Linked DNA regions of Zea mays: regions 1 and 3 are each linked to region 2. Evidence: chromatin contacts called from public Hi-C data. All regions are on one chromosome and are shown on one strand. The core of a region is the stretch at or near the end of the contact, and the rest is flanking DNA. Distances in the headings are between cores, read along the strand shown.

Region 1 (5,002 bases), core at 57-2,556, 140 kb before region 2:
TGAAGCACGATCACTTTTCTCTAGTGCTCCACATAACCGATGAGTTCTGCTGTGGTTGTCTGACTTATCCCATCCTTGATGTCAGAGAAGGATTTGGGGATGCATTCCAACTGTTCGGCAAATACTATGATGAGGACGCAGTAGCTACATGGATCAAGCTGCGGTATATGCATATGTGTCCACCACTTAGGATTGATGGTGCGATGAGCAGCGTGATGGAGCTATTGTCAGAAACTTGGCCGACCTTTAGATGTTATTGGGATGTGTTATACCACACTAATGTTGTGTTAGGGCGTTTGTTATGCGATAAGTTGCTCGGCTTCACAGTCAGTCGATATTGTATGTTGAGAAGTCCTATGTCTTTTCAAGTGAACATTGATGTGATGCTTCTTCCCGGAGAACGGCTGGAACCATGTTTTAATGTGAGATCTTGCAACTCTTCTATTCAAAGACTATTGCAATTTCCTTATATGAATTTACAAGTGAATGGTGTCCACACAGTAAACAATGGTCAACTGTGCAATATATACGAAGAATGTACTTCTGCAATTCGGGTGTTCCATTCGGAGTGGATCAGGCTTATTACTTAGTCAACTATCAACTACAAATGAAACCTGGTGTTAGCCTTCTATTTTGCTTCAACTTTCAAGTAGGCCTAGGAAGCAAGAGTAACTGTATATGTCTATGTATGCATGCCTTGGTGTAAACCTGAACCGGAAGTAGCAGGGGCGCAGGGGTGTTTCTAAGTCCTAAACCCAGTGCGCCGGATGGAAAGGGGCAAGAGAAAGAATAGGCTAATCAGATTTACTTCTCTCTGTGTTCTTTCTCGCCACCCGAATCCTACCCGTCTTCCTCCCAAAATTCCTGCTGGTCTCCCCTAATATCGTCGGATTCCTCATGGGATTCTGACAGAGTCCTCAGGATCTAAATCTAAGGTCCGAATTGCCAAAGCTATGGAGCGGGGATAGGGATTTTACCAGTCTTGACGACGGGGCAGCTCTTCTTGCACTCCTGGCGGCACTTCTTGGGCTTGCACTTGTCCTCGCTGACGATGGCGATACGGGTCAAACGCTCTGCCATCTCTTCCTACGCCGCCGGCGAAAGGGAGGCTCCGAAGAGGAGCGAGTGATGCAGCCAAAGCGTAGCGGCGGCTGTGGGAGGCAGACCGAACCCTAGGCTCGGGTCCTTTTCTTCTGATTCTTATGAGTAACTTTTTTTTTCTTACTGCTAAAACGCCAACGCGGGCTGTCAAAAGCTGGTTTCGCCACAATAATATTTGGAACGGTTTCGCCAGAATTACATGATGCCTAGGACTAGGAGATTGATGCCCATGACTTTTCCATTATCTAAAAAATAGTAAACATGAAGTTTGCTCTTTTGATATACATTGTTGTCGATGACTTTTTCTATATTACTCTATTTCTATATCTATATCTATACTTAGGGCCTATTTGCTCTGTGGCTAAGGGCATCTTTGGTGTGGCGGCTTAGGCGCCACACCAAACACGCTCTAAATGTGTCACATTTTGTCTAAGGTTAGTCGTCTGAATTGAATAACTAATCTTAGGCAGAAAAGTTAGGCAAGGTGTGGCAACTTAGGTAGTGAACCAAACATGCCTTTAAAACATCAGTTTCAACGGTCCTCTCGCGTCATCTTTTTACAAATAACCTCTCACAACTATTTCAAATTAATCTGTTGCACGTCTATAGATGGCCAAGCGGCGGCCTGGCACGTCATGCAGGTCTGCTGACTGTGTCGGGCCAGCCCGTCGGCTCATTTGATTAAATCAGCGTAAAATGTTAAAAACGATGCAGGAGACGAGGTTCGAACCCATGCCCTGATAGAAGAAGGACGGGAGACACTGGGTGAATTTGTCTAACCAGTAGAATATCATGCTTAAAAGTTTTTAATATTGAATATAAATTGTATATATGTATATACGTTTTTTGTAAAATAAAAAATATAATCGTGACAGGCCGGGCCAGCACTACGGACCGAGGCTACAGCCCAAGCACGACACGACATTCTTGGCTCTTGCAAGGATTATATCGTTTTTTAGACCATATTGGCGCAATAGACTCCATGGTGTTTGATGTTGCTGAATTGGATGAAGTAACAATGATTTGTCACAGTAACAGTAAAATGAAAGGTTATTTGTTGGTTTTAAACATTAGTAATTGCTACGAAGTAGCATAATTTATATGGAGCGGATCCAGATTTTATTGATGCCTGACTTTAGCAATCACTCCATATTTTGATCCATCTTTTTTATAAGTTTGAGTTCATGTGACTTATTTTAGAAACTTGAGCTCACAAACTTTCTCTTATTCGGTCTCTATATGGTGGAATTATGTTATTTTATAATCTATGTTCGTTCAGTCAGTCGTTGTGAATTCTCTTCTACTCGCTCATTTCATTGATCGTGTTGTACCATGGGATATCGCATGAAGTAAACAATAACATCGGTTAGCCAAATCAAAAAATTATTATACGGAGAGCGGAGACAATCAATAAAAAATCTTAAATTTTTTTGGTGGATAGTTTACGTGGGTATTGTTGTAAGTCGTCGCAACGCACGGGCAACCGACTAGTAAGAACCTAACGTGGGTGTCTATCGATACGATGCCTACTGTGACACCCCAGGTGTCTATTTCGCGTTATGTCGAGAGATTTATCCTAATCTCGGATGCTCAGTGAAAATTTCTATTTCCTTATCACACTTATTTCCATTTATCAAGTTACTCATGAATGTTTCACCAAATTTGGAATTATTCGATCTCAAGAACAGCCAAATTTGGAGCTTGTTAAAACTTTTATTTCTCGGAGCAAATGCAAATTCAAAAGTCAATATCGTCTTGCAACTCTCATCCAGACTCATTTATTCGGACTATCGATAGTTGTTATGTTATCCAATCGGTGTCCGAATCCGCTTTCTCGATAATCGGTCTACATCCAAATACTTAATCTGAATCCGCATTCTCCCGCAGAATCTCTTTGTGTCAACCTCTAATTAATTCTTATGCAAATCGACTTGTTTTCTATATATCATAATTCCTCTCTATCTATCAAGCGTATTCTAGAGAATTCTAGAAGTTTAAAGCAAATACTGACATGAAAAGATAAATCCTATATATGCTTAAAACTGCTCGTCTGAACAAATGCAAACTTTGAAATTCGACAAAACCTTATCATCTTGCTCAAACAACTCTATATCAACTCTACAACAAAAGTTATCAAGGGTTCATATAGAGAAAATGCCAAGAAAATATCGAGAGAATACCCCAATTGCCTTAAAATTATAGTTTGAAGCTTTATAATGATACTACCTTGACCAAAGTGAAACTTTTATTTATTTTCAAGATATGAGGTTTGACCTTTAATAAAAATTGTAGAACCTATGTTATACAACAATTTTATATTTAAACCAAGCCTTGATTCAATCTCTAAGAATCTCAAACAGTGCCATCAAGACAGAATAAAAATCTGATTTCAGGATTCGAATTCTTCTAAGTCTGAAATCAGCATCGTTCGGGTCGATGTCTCGCGTTCCCAATTTTTTGTTGAACAACTCAAGTTTTCCCAAATATAAAAGTTGTTAATAACTAATAGGGGCACAACATATTAAAAGATGTCATTCATCCAATTCCGTTTGACATATCTTGACACTCAGTTTTCGCAAGTTTTCACTGTTTTCTAACCCACTGACAAGCCAATTTTCGTGGGTCTATAACTTTCTAACTAGTGCCTGAATCACCTCAATCTCTATACACGATTTGTAGATTATACATCAAGGAAGATATTTTGTGCAGCAACCAAGGTTCGATTGTCAAAAATGGACGTTCAAAGTCGCTCTGCCACCTGCTAAAGCTGGCTGACGCGACCTGAGCTCTGCAGCAGCCGCCCAGCCCACCAATGACTGCAGCAAGCACCCCTAAAGGTGGCAGCCCACCCCCTCCCACCAGCCATCTCCACCTCTTCCTCCCCACGGATCTCTTCTCTCTATCCCTTGGCACACGGCAGAAGAGCCCCATGGCTGCTCCCCTTGCTTCTCTGTTCAAGGCGCAGGAAGCTTTCTCTCCTCCCATGGCGCCTCCCCATCTTCCTCCCTGATGCTCCTCCCCAAGTTCAGGCGCAGGGAGCAGTTCCTATGGCCAGCGCCCCTGTTCCCCTCTCTAGCCCGGTGCCCTCCCTGCGGGCTTTGCCCCTCCCTCAGCAGCGCACCACGACGCCTCTGCTCTAGCCCCTTGCTGCTGCTCTACGTAAGGTTGAAGAAGACACGTGGTGCCTATGACGAGCGGGCCCGCATGGTATTCCATTTGTGTACAAAGTTGCAGATTTTGTGTTGTTTTCCAAAAATCGTATTTCATGTTTGATAGCTTCTAAAATCGTGAAATTTGTTTTGTTGGCTTTCTTATGAAATGCTCTAACTAGTGGATCTATATGTTGGTATGTTTTAGTGAAAAAGTTTTTCTGTAGAAATTCGTATTTAAAAACTGGTTTAGAGAATAAACGAACTTGCTTCTCTCCATAATTTTATTTATAAAAATCCAAAAATGATGAAACATGTTTTGTTAGTTAGATGTTGTCATACTCCATCAAGGAAAAATATAAAACTTATATGTTGTTCACTGTTTTATTGGTGTGTTAATTAAAACAAGTTAAATAGAGAAAAGAAGATTTATTTGCTTGTTATTTTTGGATCTGTAGCTCTAGTGCTCCAAATGGATTCAAATTTTTACAGTAAACGCTTGGTGTAATGCTTAGTGACTGGTAAAAATTTCATGAATTGTTGTGCATGTATGATTAAGTTAGTGATTTAACTTGTTTAATGCACCTTAAGTTGTTTTAAATGATTTAAAAATAATGTATAGATGCAAAAATGGAAAATGATGTTCCAGTGTCCTTACATGGTATTATAGTAGCCCAAGAAAACTTAATATGGTCATGAATCCACAGAAAATAATTAGTTTTAGATTTAACTTGCTCTCACATGCTTTATTG
Region 2 (4,955 bases), core at 1,102-3,601:
TATTTGGATCCCAACTTCCTAGCAACTATTTTTTCATTCTTACATGAAAGTACAAAAGAAGTGTTGCAAGCATGAAAAACAGTAGTGGGTTCATTGCACACTTTCCTAGGCACATGAGGCACAACATGATTTCTCCTAGGCCTACTTCTACCATGAACAAAAGTAGAACTAGAGGCAAACATAGCATGTGAATCATTATAAGCAGTATGATCATTGTTAGTACCTGGCTTGGTTTGTTTCGATAGTTAAATAATCATCATTACTCTCTTGACTACTATTTTTTCATTCGATATGAATCACGATCAGTTGTTTTCTTGTATTTTTTGAATGTGTCTTCCTTAGACTTTGTTAAATAATGATGCTAAAATAATCTTTTTTGCACTTTAAATCATTCAAAGTGCATTACTTATACACGAGTGTGAACCGGTGATTTCACAGTGGTAAGTGGGACACAAAGTAGGCTATTTGAAGTGTGAAACACTCTCCAAGTTTAGGTACTAAATAGTGATATTTAGGAAGTTAGTATATTTGGAGATCTCGTTTAAAAAACTGTTGGAACATGATTGTTGGTTAATAGCACCCTAAAATAATTTTAGAGACCTTGCTGGGATATAATTTAGAGGAGATCAAACTTAGGGGGCTTAGGGGGTGTTTGGTTCCTATTTTCTAAACTTCTAAAGTTTAGTCACTTTAGTCCTTAAATCGATAAGCAATATAACTAAATCAGACATTCCGAATAGAAATCTAAGGGACTAAACTTTAGTTTTTAAAGTTTATTTCACAAGGATAACCTACGAAACTAAACACCCCTTAGCCATAAAACCATCTCATTTCGAACATGAAATAGAATCATTTGGTCGTTTCCTAGAAAAAAATGTTTTTATCAAAGCTCAACAGTTTATTCATTTTTACTTTATATTTAAACTTTAATCTCCAAACAATTTATGTTTTGAGAGCCAGCGGAGACAATTGCATATTTAGGACTCTAAACAGTGCGCTTCGCAATAATGTCATCCGAAAGATTTAATCCGTAAAAAAGTACTACAAACCTTCTCTAATTGATTATACTACCATTTAACGTATATCCTTCCTTTTTATAATCTAATCTCATGTATTTTCTTCCTGACAAGACACTTTTACCCCTTTATTAGTTATACACATTTATTATTTGAAGATATGGCCACCAGAAAACACGAACGAACACTGCAGTTGCTGGCTTGCTGCTCACCGACAAGTGCTGCACGCAAACAGCTGCTCCTGCTCGCCGACCAGCTCGACAACTGATGCTGCTTGCCAAACAGCTCGGCAACTGGTGCTGCTCGCCAACAGAGATGGTCATGGACAGCAGTATGGCATAGCAAAAAAATGACATGGTAAAAACAACGCTAACAATAACAATCACCTTTGGACAGGAAGTACATGGAGATTGTACTGTATTGTCGGAGAAGAAATATTGGGGAGCAAAGATCTAACGAGAGCAATCGTAGTGGGTGACGATCCAACATCCATGGGCGCAATCACGTTCTCAGATACGACATCCATGGGCGACGATACGACATCCATGGCCGTCAAGCGGGCGAGGCGGCACTGTCCAGCGTGACCTCCGTCACACCGATACTCGGCGCAGCATCCATGGCTATCACAGGGAGATCGAGCGAGGCAGCCCTAGTCAGTGCGGCCTCCGCCACACCAGCCATTGTCGTCATAGGGAGATCAGGCGAGGCGGCCCTAGTGAGCGCGACTTCGGCTACCACCTCCTCGCCGAGCGCGATTGTCGGCGCGGCCTTGGCAAGCACGTCCTCCTCCAGCCCGGCGGACGGCGCGACGAGGGCGACCTTAGCGAACAGCGCCGCGAGGGCGACCCTGACGACCGGCGCAGCGAGGACGACCCCGGCGGACTGCGCGGGTCATGGGGGCTCCTCCTCTAAGGAAAAGCTCGGTGTGTGCTCCGGCACTGAGGTCACTATTCGAGATCCCCGGTCAACAGCTGCAGCATGTGCGGGATCCATGGCGATTGGCGAGAGAATCAGGAGGAGATTCAATCGGGTTCTGTTCGTTCGGGTTTTCTGGTGCCATATCTTCAAATAATAAATGTGTATAATTAATACTTGAGATCAGATTATAAAAAGGAAGGATATACGTTAAATGACAGTATAATCAATTAGAGAAGGTTTATAGTACTTTTTTACGGATTAAATCTTTAAGATGACATTATTGCGAAGCACACTATTTAAAGTCCAAATATCCAATTGTCTCGAGCCAGCGACACCGATTGACCGACACGCCACCGGCGTCGTGCTTCAGCCAACCCCCGTCCTCGTCCTGCAGGTCCACTCCTCACCCCGACGCAGATCCCCAGCATTTAATCAAACAGGCGCACGCTTCCCCCTTCTCTCTCCGAAATCAACCCTCCCAGCTCATTTTATCCCCCGCTATTCTAGTCGCCAGACCCAGATCGCTACCCTCCATCGTTTGGAGCCAGACAGGAGCGGCTGCGGCGGCATTTCTAGGGTTAGTTCTCTTGGTCCACAGGCATTTCCCAATACTTGACAGCGAATCTTGTATAGCAATTCAACTATCATCGCGATTCTGGCTTCGATTATTTATTAACCATGTGGTTTGCAACATTTAGGTTTTCTATGTACGCAAATTCGTCGAGTTAGATTCTTAAACGCGGGACGTGCCGTGTGTCATCTGGTTGTGACTAGAAATCGTGTTGCTTACGCACATTCACGAGCACGGGTGACTGTGAAAGGAGAAGCTTCTCTGAACTTATAATTTAAAGATGTTCGGTGGTGTGTGTTAGGATCTTGGTTGCGTTTGCAAGTTTTTTCTGGTTAACTGAATAAGGGAGTTTGCTGTTGCTTGTATTTGCCCTTCTGACATTCATCATAGAGATTAGAGCAATGGCGAAGGTAGAGTAAATCAGAGGAGAGTGCATATGGCTTGAGGGTGCATAATAATATCTTTTTGGTGGTGCATATATGGTGAAAATCTAGTCAATTTCACTAGTTTTGCAAATTTCCGTGAGTGCATGTCAGCATGTGCACCCACAGCTCAGTACCTAGCTTCACCCCTGGATTAGAGAGAGGTGTTGTAGTTTGCTGCAAGTGGGAGATTTGTGTGATTTATGATCTCATGAAGTTTGAAGCTGTGTGCATAAGCTAGCTGTTTTTTTTTCCAATCATCATGTGCACTCGAAACATTGGACCTGCATTTAACATATTCAGTTGTGCTGATCAAACACTCGGTTCATCAAAATGGAGCTGAAAATATATTCTTTTGTCTGTATTCATCAATACAAGGTTTTGTTGAAGGTCTGAGCTGTGCAAAGAGAGATGGATTCCAAAAAGAAGAGGAACAAGAAGAAGAAGGGAAACCAAGGGAAGAATGCCGCTGATGTCACATCCATTGCTGGGGAAGCTGCTTCTCAGAATCACAATCATGAGTTAGCCCCAATAGATCATCATAAAGGTTCTGATGCAGATGATGTCATGTCCAGTGTTGGAGAGGAACTTCCTCAGTACAAGAATCATCAGCCAAATATACAGGCAGATTATAATGGCACAAGTGCTTACGACACTACATCCTCCATTGGAGAGTGTATTGCATGCTATCAAAACAACGAACCTATGATGACACAGGAGAATCACAAGGCTAGCAATGCAGTCCCTGCAGATCAGAGGAGTGTTGGACTGTCAGAGTCTAGTGTGGAGCTTGACATGCATAGACTTCATGAAGCCAAACTCGTGAGTATTTTGTTGGTTTGTGATATTGCAAATGCGACATCTTTTTTCATTTTCTTAAAATACTTGTTAATTTGATCAGCACTTGAATTGATAATATATAGTAACTTCACAGTATTCGTTCAATAGTTATATATTTATGTCGATCATGTGGCTTTATTTTTGTTCCACACTTCTCTAAATGACTTAATCAGACAATAAAGCATTGCAATGCAGGATAAATTACATGAGACAATAAAGCAGTTGGAGAATGAAAAGAGTTTGTGGCTTCAAAAAGTGGTATGCATAGATGCATGATTAGAAAACTGTTTTTGCTTATGTTTTCTTTTCTGAAGCTTTTATTCGGTACAAATGTATTCACCATTCCATCTTTGAATCAACTTTCCCAATTACAACTGCCAACACTCAGTCTACCTGCTTTCGTAGCAGCAATTGAAAAGATCTATCTGAAGCATATTTGAATTTACCATTTTCCGATTTACAAAATTCTACTGTGGTGTAGTCCCTATGAAGCCATATATAAAACATTTTGACTTACCCATGAACTAAGTATAAGTCGTTTTACAACTTTGAGGTATATGACTCTAGTTTCTTCATGTTGCACTCTCAATCTTACTTAAAGCATTTTATGGTGGACCATGTAGCGACAAAAGAAACGGAGGGCAGCAATGTCATTTTCTCTTGCACTTTAGGCCCTGTTTGGAACATGGGAAACATTTACTGTTCCTCTGTTTTTGCTGTAAAATGGAACTGATTCATGTGAAATCCTTGCATTCAAATCAAACCCTCAATTTGTGTTTCCATTGGTAAAATAACTTGTATCTAGTATTAGAGGGAGGTTTTGTGTCAATGAATTTATGTAATTTATTCAACTATTTTACCCTCGGATGTCTCAGTCATGCATCATGTTCTGTATACAGGACAGGACACATCACACATGCGTATCAAAGTAGTTTCTGACATGCTTGTACCATATTTTATTTATGTCCTTATGCCATATGTCTATGTGCTTACTACTTTGGTTTGATGAGTTCTGAGCACATGCATATTCAAGTGCTAGAACCATCACATAAGAAATGTTGTTTCATTCCTTCAATATCCTTCTCCTGCAGATCACCATGGAGGGTGAACTTGAAAAGTTGCATAACGAAGTGGGTTGTCATGCTCAAAATGAGGTATACTTTGTGTGCTGGATGCAAACTATGCTGT
Region 3 (4,890 bases), core at 1,527-4,026, 240 kb before region 2:
CTCCTGTTCCAACAGTATGCACATTCTAAAGATATAGATATAGGATGAACAAATGGAATGATTGACGAACCACAAATATACGGTAGGGAGGATCAAGCACCAATCATGTACACAACAACCAGCATTGTGTTATCCAGCGTCATAAATAATTTAAAGCCTGTTATTCATCTGAATATCACAATAGATAAGGTAATGAACGCAGGAAAAAAAAAACAGCTTGATGGCCTTGTATTCTTGTTGATGGAAGCATGTTTATGAATGGCACACTCATCCGGACAGCATTAATTAGTATGAATACACATACTACAAGAAACCCCAAAGCAATAATGCAATGAATGAACAAGGGACTCAGCCTATACCCTAACCTTACCTTGCTTTTTGGGTGCATCATTTTCATCACTTTTTGAAAACTGAACAAGATGATCATTGATATTAATATAAACAGCATCCTTGTCATAAAGCAAATCCCCAAGACCAGACATTGGTGCATAGAACAGTTTTTCCTTGTCACGCAATCCTCTTTTCTTTGCAGATGATGGCAAAGGGCAAGGATCACCTAAACCCGTCACCCCTGACAAGCTGAAATCACCAGCCCCTGTGATATGCACCTGCACAGATTACTGTGCTTCATAACATAATACAAGTGCATTCATCTGGATAATATAACACTGTAAAACTGTTTATTGGATCTTCAAAGCACAAAGTAACACGCTAACTCAACATCAAGTTACACTGATCATGAAAGGGACAAATATTTACCTTGGTCCCTCTTTTCATATTACAGCCACGGAGATAACCATACAATGTTATTGTTCTGTCACACTTTCTGTTCAACCGCACACTTTCTGTAGGGGTGACATCCTCAAATCTATCAACTAACAAATAAGGATGAGCCATGCGCCAACTCAATTGGATAGGTTTGATTACAGAGATGAATCTTGCAAGATTATGAACTTCTCTTTTCGTGTATCTGCATGAAATTGTATGCCAAATGGTCATAGATCTAAGCAAAAAGCTTCATCACACTCAGCAGGTAAATATAAAAATGCATCGCGATGCTCCAGCATGAGAAAAAAACCATAAAAACTATTTATAATATATGCTTAGCTGTGAGCTAAAACTGGTCCAAACTGACAAAAACATGTGGACTGCTGTTCCAGTTATTTAAATAGAAAGTTAATAATATGAAAGAAAATGGCAACATACTTTCCATGAATCAGACCAGACAAGTAGAATAATTTTGCTCCCTCTTTTATCTCAGCCCAGAATCGATGTTTAAGGCGCTGCTTAGTTTTCCGGAGTTTTTTCACGTCTTTAAATTTATCAAGGTGTGTGAGCACTCCCATCACCTTGGGGAATCCATGGACTTGCATGATATTAAGAAACTCAAATGTATCCTGGGAACAAGGAAAACATATCAATGAAAAATCAATTGTATGGTAATATAGTCCAATACAGCTAATTGCACTCATCAGTGTAATTTAAAGTCAAGACTATCGTACCATGTGGGTTAACACTGTTGAATACTAGACCATGATAAAAGAACTACACATATCGTCATATACTCATATTAGAGTATCTGAAGTTCCCAACAGAACGTTTAGCCAAACATATAGCAGGGTGAAAGAAGTCACATCAGAAGATCTTCTAAGGTATGTTTAAAGGGAAAGGGGAGGTATTTGAAGTCTTCTACACGTGTTTACTAGAAAACTTAACATAGCTACATAGTAAACTGGTCAAAATTTTGAAAATAGAAATATGCAAAACACACCATTTCAAATCCATAGCTTCCATCAATAAGCAATAAAGCGAGATCGGCTATTTTAGCAGCATCAATCATTCCATTGATATCATTTGGACACTCTACGAACTGTACCCTCCTACTTTTACCTGCACCCAACAAACAAACGATAAGTTTACCATCTTCACAGAAATCTAGCATTACTCCATTATGTTTTGATTTTCAATGTACAGTATGCAAAGGGTTCCTTAACCTGATACAACAGTGATGGGGCCACGAACTTCGGGCAAGTTTTGCTTGGTGTAGTGCTTTACCAGACATTTTATCAACAGTGACTTCCCAACCTAATAAATTTGAGGTGAAGCGATGATGAGATAGAGTAGAACATTAACAATCAGCTGTGCAGATTGCAGTGCATACCTGTGGAGGTCCTTGAACTACAACAACAAAAGGAGGAGGTTCACCGATGGAACGGTCCATAATTGGCACATGAAGACGCCGTTGTTCAATCTCAGCTGATCGAGCTTGTAGACGTTTCGCCTTGGCTGCTGACTGAAATGCAAAAGCCTGAAAGAATGGCAAGGTCGTCTGATTAGAACAATGCTTCCAGAATCATGTCGCCCGAGCAGGTGCCACGGACGTGACTTGCTCGAATCTGTATCATACCTTGGGGTTCTTCTGCTGCCCCCCTGCGTCATCGCCGGCGTCGCCCTTGCCCTTGCCCTTCTTCTTCCGCGCCTTGGCGCCGGACTTGTGTTGGCGGTGCGCCTTGTGCGGCTGCTCGCCGCCGCCGTCCGCCGGAGCCATGGGGCTACCTAGGGCTCCCGCCTCCTACTTAAAAAGAAGCTAACTTCTTTTGTACGCAGCGGCTGAGGAAGAGGGTTTGCGGCGGTAGGCCTTGCCGCCGCTGCCGGGAGGGAGACTGGCAAGGGTTTAGGGAGGCGGCGTCTCTGGAAAAGAATTACGTAACCCAAGTCCTTTGCCCGAGAGAGCAAACCTGCGCTTGCCGCCCCCACGTGAGAGTCCGAATCTCAAAGCTAAAACTCCAGCATGGGCCTTGGGCCGTATTCTATGCCACGCTCCTACTAGCAGGTCAGGAACGTAGGCAAGCAGGAATTCTAGCAGACGTCATCGCAGGTCACGAACGAACGAGTGAAACCTTGCCCGGCGCCGCCCGTAAAACGAACAGCCTGATCATCCCGGCGGCAGCAACCTCCAGTCGCGCGCACAGTGACGGCCTGGCATCGGTGTATTTTTTTATGTTTGGTTGCTGCCTAGCACAAGGCCGGACATCAACGATTATTTAGGGTTTATTTATTTTAGCTTATAGATTATATAATTTAAAAGATAATCTAAATTATTTATTATAGATTATAATTTGTCGATATTATAATCTGTATGTAACTGTTTGGATGACCAGATTATATAAATGAAGATTATTGATTTCTTCGACACAAAGTTAAAGACAACAATACCCGACCGTGCGTGTGATTTGGGGAAAAAAGAAAAATAGGAGAGGTTGTAATTTTATAAACATAACCATGGGTAGTGGGTCATTTGCTAAAAATAATTTTAAATAAGCTACTTTTGATGAGATTATGAGATTATCATAATCTGGACTTTAGATTATATAATCTAGACCCATAATCTATATGTTTGTTTAACTACTGGTTTATTTACGTAAGATTATATAATTTGGACATATTATAATTCGGAATAAACAGGACCTTAAAGCCTTTCTAAAAGCAATGCCCCGAAAAAACCTAAAACATTTTTTAGATCAATGTGTTGCATTAGTAAAGTCAATTACGATGGTATTCTCGGCCTCGAGTCATCATCTGTGCTGGTGGCACAAAATACCAGTAAGCATATAAGCCATGTAATTGCCAACAATCAAGACTTTTTAAGAATTTCGAAATTTGTGTATTGTTATATATATCAGGGCTCATATTGTATTGTAGGTCCATATGACCTGTGAAGACAGGACACTATATATGTCCATATTCTCTCCTACGATTGTGCATTCTTCCCTCAAATCTTCTCAAGGTAACTATTCTAACATGGTATCAAAGCAGGAATTGGTCTAATTAAGACACGTGATCCACTTTTTTCGCCGGTGTTGCGTTTCCGTCATCACGTCTGCCTTTGCCTCTGACAGTTCTTCCATCTCGGGGCTCAGCCGCACATCCTCTTCAGCCCCCGACGCATGTCCGCCTCTCGTCGTGGTCACCCATCGAGTCGACCCCCAATGTTGGTCGCCTCATCGCCCGACGCTCGCCCGCATCATCTCCGACGACCGTCCACTCGTGCCTGTCCACCTCTCAATGTTCGTCCATTTGTGTATGTCTGTCTCGTCCGTTTGCACCTCCTACCTCGGCCATCCGTCTGGCACCTGTCCGCCTTGGCTGGCGTCGGTCGTTCGTCGCTAGTGCTCTTGGCGTTCGTCTATCTCTAGACCTATGCAACCGTTCAGCACCAGCAAAGGTCCAGATCGCTCAGCTCGTTTCTCTGCTCCCATCTGATCGTAACTATTTTTATTACTATTTGCTGCCTCTTCAATATGTCGCAGTCTAGTGTCATTGATATTCCTATCAAACTTGATGGTCCTATCAATTATAGAGAGCGGGCTTTCTCTGTCAAAACTATGTTGAGGGGTTTTGGACTTGTATCTCATGTGACTGCAGATGCTCCTGTTGAGAAAACAGTTTGTTCCAATATTGTTGTTGTCACAACTTGGCTTAATGATGATGACAAAGTGATGAGTGAGAGTGAAATTGTCACAAGTATAAAGCCTTCTTTGATTATGAGTCTTGAGAACCTTGAGTCTGTTAAGGAGATGTGGGAATATCTGAAAGGAATATATATACATAATAGTGGTGCTCTTTTGCATAAATCTGATGCAAGGACTTCATGGTCTAGGACAGAATGATATGTCCATAGAGGAGTACTACACTGCTTTAGACCATTTGATGGGGCCTTTTCTCTCAATGGAGCCTCACCCTCACTGTGATGGTCAATGTTCAAGCCGTTGTGCCAAGAAGCACAAGTTCATTAAGACATTCCTCACACACCAATTTTGTCATGGATTGAAATATGATTATGAACCCATTATGAAATAGTTGTTGAATTCTCCTACTACTCCATCCATT

The links. A called contact is a pair of places that touch in the nucleus more often than the background predicts.
Region 1: a Hi-C map of leaf shows a contact between it and region 2, with 6 times the contacts expected there. The contact joins the promoter of LOC103634615 here to the promoter of LOC100192998 in region 2. A contact is called at or near these places in 2 of 25 Hi-C or Micro-C datasets (ear and leaf).
Region 3: a contact with region 2 is called in a Hi-C map of leaf, with 8 times the contacts expected there. The contact joins the promoter of LOC103634616 here to the promoter of LOC100192998 in region 2. A contact is called at or near these places in 3 of 25 Hi-C or Micro-C datasets (leaf and tassel).

What each region holds. Positions count from the first base shown.
Region 1 is chr1:55,369,686-55,374,687 of Zm-B73-REFERENCE-NAM-5.0, reverse strand. LOC103634615 (ABC transporter E family member 2) reads right to left here and starts at 1,306. Exons shown (of 12, transcript XM_008657124.3): 1 at 978-1,306. The coding sequence starts at 1,080.
Region 2 is chr1:55,228,492-55,233,446 of Zm-B73-REFERENCE-NAM-5.0, reverse strand. It overlaps LOC100192998 (Mitochondrial ATP synthase D chain-related protein), which reads left to right and starts at 2,351. Exons shown (of 10, transcript NM_001138169.1): 1 at 2,351-2,511; 2 at 3,306-3,749; 3 at 3,963-4,025; 4 at 4,859-4,921. The coding sequence starts at 3,339.
Region 3 is chr1:55,473,629-55,478,518 of Zm-B73-REFERENCE-NAM-5.0, reverse strand. LOC103634616 (ribosome biogenesis protein BMS1 homolog) reads right to left here and starts at 2,776. Exons shown (of 18, transcript XM_008657139.4): 1 at 2,408-2,776; 2 at 2,162-2,308; 3 at 1,995-2,085; 4 at 1,772-1,890; 5 at 1,207-1,397; 6 at 760-970; 7 at 371-608. The coding sequence starts at 2,548.